2 separate regions of the Mus musculus genome follow, and region 2 is linked to region 1. The links are chromatin contacts, called in public targeted proximity ligation maps. All regions are on one chromosome and are shown on one strand. The core of a region is the stretch at or near the end of the contact, and the rest is flanking DNA. Distances in the headings are between cores, read along the strand shown.

The links.
Region 2: a contact with region 1 is called in a targeted proximity ligation map of bone marrow-derived dendritic cells, with 7 times the contacts expected there. A contact is called at or near these places in 1 of 39 promoter capture datasets (liver), 140 of 484 Hi-C or Micro-C datasets (3T3-L1-derived adipocytes, the 63-12 cell line, the AML12 cell line and 77 more) and 18 of 130 datasets of targeted methods (the 230-238 cell line, the G1E-ER4 cell line, the NIH/3T3 cell line and 13 more).

What each region holds. Positions count from the first base shown.
Region 1 is chr19:21,375,626-21,378,806 of GRCm38.p6, forward strand. No RefSeq gene overlaps it. Among named protein-coding and RNA genes, the nearest start is that of Gda, 95 kb to the right of the region's middle.
Region 2 is chr19:21,508,655-21,511,748 of GRCm38.p6, forward strand. No RefSeq gene overlaps it. Among named protein-coding and RNA genes, the nearest start is that of Gda, 38 kb to the left of the region's middle.

The DNA of each region.
Region 1 (3,181 bases), core at 201-2,700:
CAAAGAGTTCACCGCGTTTCTTCTGCGAATGCACGGCTCCTATCCTTTGACTGATTTTTAAAGGATAATTTAACATTTTCTGATATTTATGGATTTGATGAATTGAGGAAAATTACTCCATGATAGAAGCTGTACAATTTTTCCCCCAAATAACCAGAAGTTGTTCATATTTTTTGTGTTTCTGTTTGTTGAGACAGGATCACATTCTGTAGTTTAGGCTAACCTGGAACTTTATGTAGACCAGGATGGCCTCAAACTTTTGGTGACTCTCCTCTGCCTCAGTGTTCTGAGTGATAGAATGTATTTACGAGCCATTATGCCCAGCCACTTACAATTTTTTTAAAAATTACTTGAATTTTAACTTAATGTTAATATAATATTTTATGGACATTTCCAAATTGGCATAAAACTCTTACATGATTATTCTTTTGACGTGGTTTTCCTCATTTGGAAAAGGAGGGTTCACAACTTGGTGTATATTTTGCTTAACCAATTACACTACACTTAGACCAAATGGTAAAATCTGTGTGGGGGGGGGGCGGGGGTGTGTGTATGTGTTGTTGTTGTTTCTAGAATTGAACCTAGAACCTTGTACACAGTAGGCAACTATTTTACTATTTTGTTACAGCCTGTTATAACATATTTTTGTTTTATTTGTCAAGAATAAAACAGGGTCTTAATAAGACTGGTTGGGATCTTATGGCCTTCCTGTTCCTGCTTCCAAAAGAGCTGGGACTACATGAGTACGCTCTCATGCCCAGCATCAGAAAACATTTTGGCTAATATTTTTCTCCTTAAATATGCTGGCATGTTGCTATGATAACAATTAGAATGTCCTATGCCGAAGTCTCTGAGAGACTTTAGGGGAGTGGGCATGTTTGAAGCAAGCATATGGACCAGCTGACTGGGAAGACATTTTTTTTGTGGTAATTAGGTCTCCCTGCCCTCCCAGGGCACTGCTCTCAACTCCCAGTTGTCAACATCCCATGGACTACAGTCAACTATAACGAAGCCTGTGACTCTGCAGTATTCTACTTCCAACCCTAAAGGAGCCTGGCCTCCAAACCATGCCAGCAGCAGGTTGGGAACTGGGTTCTGTAACAGAGTCATCTACCTTTTCTTTAATCGTTATACAAGTAGAATGTCCTCTGATAGCTGTAGTGCATTTGGCACCTGGAAACTCTGCTAGCTACAGCAGAAGACCAGCCAGATATGAGTGCTGTCCCACTTTTGTCCCAGATTGGCACAGTAGGGGAGGACAAAGCCATGTTATGGAGTGGGATGGATCTTCTGTGAGCATGCCAAGGCCTGGTCATGAGGCACATTGCTGTGGAGGAAGCTAGAGAAGGACCCAGCCAATTAATTATGTCTTATGTTCAAACTCCATCTCATGTCCAGCTTGTCCTCAGTTTGAACTCAGTAACTGGAAAAACCACAGCTTGTTCCAGGAACCAAGACACCCCCAAGTTACAGCCACTCCACCCTTGATAAGGGGAAATGCCTAGTGTCATGCCCAGGACAAATGACTCATGTTATATTAAAGTTTATGGTGCTAGCTAAAATTTTATGCAAGCTATGCTTTCGGAAATGTCAACCAATCATGTAACTACCAAGTTGAAAAGCCCCTTACCCAGCTTAAACTGTATAAAAAGCAAGACTGATACCAGCTTAGCATCTTCCATACCCATGCACTGGAAAGGTTGGAGAGGCCTCAGCTCAACCTTGAATAAAGACTCTTTGCTTTTGCACACAAGTTAGACTCCTGGAGATCTTTGGCAGTCTGGGGGGGCTCTAAAGTCTGGGCATAACACTTAGTAGTCACACCCTTGGGTGAGCCTCACCTTCTGAGCTGTCCAAGTGTCTTCAGAAACAGAGATGCTTCATCTTATAGAGGTCCTGGAATGTCCCTGCATTTGACGCTCCTCTGCTTGTTGGCATTTAGTTAGTCTGGGTAGTACATAGCATTGAAGGGCCTCCAGAGGTACACAGAACCTTGGGTTCTAATGCTATACTAACAGTGTCTAAGTGTCTTAGACAATACTTCATGGATTGTAACTGACTGGGTCCTTCACTAGCCTCTCCACAGCAATGTGCCTCACAGTCAGGCCTTGGCATGCTCACAGAAGATCCATTCCATGGCCCAGCTTTGTCTTTCCCTACAGTGTCAAATGGGGCCTGTCTTCGTCAGGGTTTCTACTCCTGCACAAACATCATGACCAAGTTAGGGAGGAAAGCGTTTATTCAGCTTACACTTCCATACTGCTGTTCATCGCTTAAGGAAGTCAGGACTGGAACTCAAGCAGGTCAGGAAGCAGGAACTGATGCAGAGGCCATGGAGGGATGTTTCTTACTGGCTTGCTTCTCCTGGCTTGCTCAGCTTGCTTTCTTATAGAACCCAGGACTACCAGCCCAGGGATGGCACCACCCACAATGGGCCCTCCCACCCTTGATCACTAATTGAAAAAAAAAATGCCTTTACAGCTGAATCTCATGGAAGCATTTCTTCAAGGGAGGCTCCTTTCTCTGTGATAACTCCAGCTTATGTCAAGGTGACACACAAAACCAGTCAGTACAGGGTCAAATGTCCTCTTATCATTCATGTCTTGCTGACTGGGAAAATTTCTCCAGTCTTACAAGTAGTCTTTGGTTCATGGAGTCATCTTCAAAACAGTGACTGCTTTTACAAATGGACCTGGTCATTCCTCAGCTGAATTTGTCCTTACTAGTTACTTACTCTGTAAGTGGCATCTAGTGACCTTTGTATCTCTTCACTCCCCCAGGCTTCTATCATGAGTGACTAGTTCCTAGCACATTTACCACATGGAAGGGAGCAGGAGACCCCATCAGTCAAAGCTACAATGAGATCCTGAAGAACTAGGTAATTGCCACCTAAGCAAATGTATAAATTGGTTCTTTTTTTTATTTTAATATGTGTAGTGGTGTTTTGTCTGCATGTATATGCGTGCATCGCCTGAGTTCAGAGGCCAGAAGAGGGTGTTGGATCCCCTAGAACCGGAGTTACAGATGGTTGTGAGCTGTGCTAGGAATTGAACCTCGGCCCTCTGGAAAAGCAGCCAGGACTCCTAGCCACTGAGCCTTCTCTCCAGCCCCATAAATTTGTATCCTAAAAATATTTTTAAGTATGACATTTTATCAAGACACGAAGAGCAGAAGAGTTCAC
Region 2 (3,094 bases), core at 422-2,921, 130 kb after region 1:
GTGGAGATACTGTGAGAAGCCACTGTCTATAAGCCAGAAAGAGAAGGCACAGCAGAACACCGAGTCTGCCAGCAGCTTGACCTTATATGTCCCCTCCCTCAGATGAGACATGAAAAAGTCCCATCAAACCAGTTGTTCTACATGAATTTGCTATGGCATCCAGAACCCAAGGTGTCTGAGATTCCATTCTTCTCTGTCCATTTTGCATCCTAACCAACATAAACATTATGCTTTGTAATCTTGGTCCCCAGTGTCAGCTCCAAATTATACAAGTTACTAAAAGCTTGGAACAGGTACTCCTAAGTCTCCTGTAGCGATTTCAATTAAGTGAGATTGGCTTCTGAAAGGCGTTAAAATGTACTGACATGAAAAGAAGAAAACGACGTCTTTTCACTTAATTGTTACAATCCCTTCATTTGTGTCCTACCCACATAATTCTCAACTAATCATAGCCTACTTCACTCAGAGTGAGCAGAGTGCCAAGTGCTGTAATCCACATGTGTGTTATTTTGTTGCACATGCCTGCAAACTATAATTAGTAGATATCCTCTTCAAACATCAAGTTAAACATTTTTGAGCTTTTTTCCCCTGCTTTCAGAAAATCCAAGGACAGGCAGCTTGAAAAAAAAAACTTTTTAAAAAAAAGCAAGAAAAAAAATGAACCTTGTTCTATCTTATAATCATGACTCGATTCTTTTAAAGCTATGTAGCTTGGAGCAAAGAAAATACACCCCATAAGAACGACAAAGAACACACATCAAGGAAGATGACAGCAAGGGATGTCTACATTAGATGTGTGGGGAAATGAACTCACTGTGGCTCAGTGAGTAATAACACTTGCTATAGAAGCGTGCAGGCCTGAGTTCAATTTCCAACGTCCACATAAAAGTTGGTCACGGGTGCATGCCCATGGGAGCAGGCACAGCTGGGTCCTGGGGGGCTAACTAGTGAGCCAGTCTGGATGAAACATTGAGCATCCAGTTCAGGGAAAGAGCCTACCTCAGAGTGGAGATCCACAAGGGAAGACATCCAACATCTTTTTATGGTGTTTTCATGGGCATATGCATACGAATGTGTACCCACAGACTCGTGCATGCACAAAATACACACACCACTAACACATATACATACACACCCATCCTACATATATATACAGGCATACACATGTGAATGCACACATACACACCACACAAACACATATACACACAAATATACCACACACATACTTCATTAGATGTGGAGGCATGGAAATCTTTTCTTTGACAAGAGTCATTTTCTTTTCATAAGTAAAGAAACACAACTGCAGCAGACAGAAATCTTTCTGGCACCTCCTACAGAGCTTAAAAAGATGAAGGTGTCTGTGTAGCTACAAGATTAGATCTGTGTCCACAAGAGAAGCAAGCTAGTTGCCAAACAGCATGGACTGCATGATTTCATATTTGTGTAAGTTACATGATTCATGTATAGAAATGTATGCATCTATAGACAGCCTTGTTGTGTATTTGTAAGTGCATACATGTCTGAAGAATATCCGAGAAACATTTTGGACCCCAAGTCTCATCCACTTAACCCGTCTCTTATTTCAGGGAGAGGTGTGCTAGATGGCTCCACACAAGCTCTGGTTCATGCTACTGATCAGAAAAGCTGCCCAGGCTCTCTCCACACTCCACCTTGTGGTCTTCCGAGGGAGTTCACTTAGCCTTGTATACAAGAGCCAAGTACAGCAAGATATGGACCTCTATTAAGCACAGTAACTTTTCTTTTCTATTAGTTTCAGTGTATCTGGTTTTATGTGGAGGTCCTTGATCCACTTGGACTTGATCTTTGTACAAGGAGATAGGAATGGATCTATTTGCATTCTTCTGCATGCTAACCACCAGTTGAACCAGCACCATTTGTTGAAAATGCTGTCTTTTTTCCACTGGAAGGTTTTAGCTCCTTTGTCAAAAATCAAGTGATCATAGGTGTGTGGGTTCATTTCTGGATCTTCAATTCTATTCCATTGATCTACCTACCTGTCGCAGTGCCAGTACCATGCAGGTTTTTTTAATCACTATTGTTCTGTAGTACAGTTTGAGGTCAGGGATGTTGATTCCCCCAGAGGTGCTTTTACTGTTGAGAATAGTTTTCACAAACCTGGGTGTTTTGTTATTTCAGATTAATTTGAGAATTGCTCTTTCTAACTCTATGAAGAATTGAGTTGGAATTTTGATAGGGATTGCATTGAATCTGCAGATTGCTTTTGGCAAGGTGGCCATTTTTACTATATTATCCTGCTAACCCATGAGCATGGGAGATCTTTCCATCTTCTGAGATCTTCGTCAATTTCTTTCTTCAGAGACTTGAAGTTTTTGTCATACAGATCTTTCATTTGTTGGGTTAGAGTCACACCAAGATACTTTGTATTGTGTGTGACAATTGTGAAGGGTGTCGTTTCCCTAATTTCTTTCTCAGCTTGCTTATCCTTGAGTATAGGAAGGCTACCGATTTGTTTGAGTTAATTTTATATCTGGCCACTTTGCTGAAGTTGTTTATTAGCTGTAGGAGTTCTCTGGTGGAGTTTTTGGATGTCAACAAGTGCTTGCTGACAGGAGCCTGATATAGCTGTCTCTTGAGAGGCTCTGCCAGTATCTAACAAAGAGGTGAATGCTCTTAGCCAACCAATGGACTGAGCACAAGGTCCCCAATGGAGGAGCTAGAGAAAGGACGAAAGGAGCTGAAGGAACTTTCAGCCCCATAGAAGGAACAACAATATGAACTAACCAGTACCCCCAGAGCTCCCAGACACTAAACCACCAACCAAAGAGTACACATGGAGGGACCCATGGCTCCAGCTGCATATGTAGCAGAGGATGGCCTTGTTGGACATCAATGAGAGGAAAGGCCCTTGGTCCTGAGAAGGCTTCAAGAGATTGGGCTTCAAGGCCAGGTTTATCAGAAAAAGAGGGATGTCTTTCTTATTTTATTTTGGGGTTACTATCAGCATTAAATAAAATAAGAGTAATAAAAATAACAGCAAATCTGAACTATTGTTATTTGGAGCAGATATGATAGCACATCTGGAAACTCAGGAGTATGCACTAAAAAATCATTT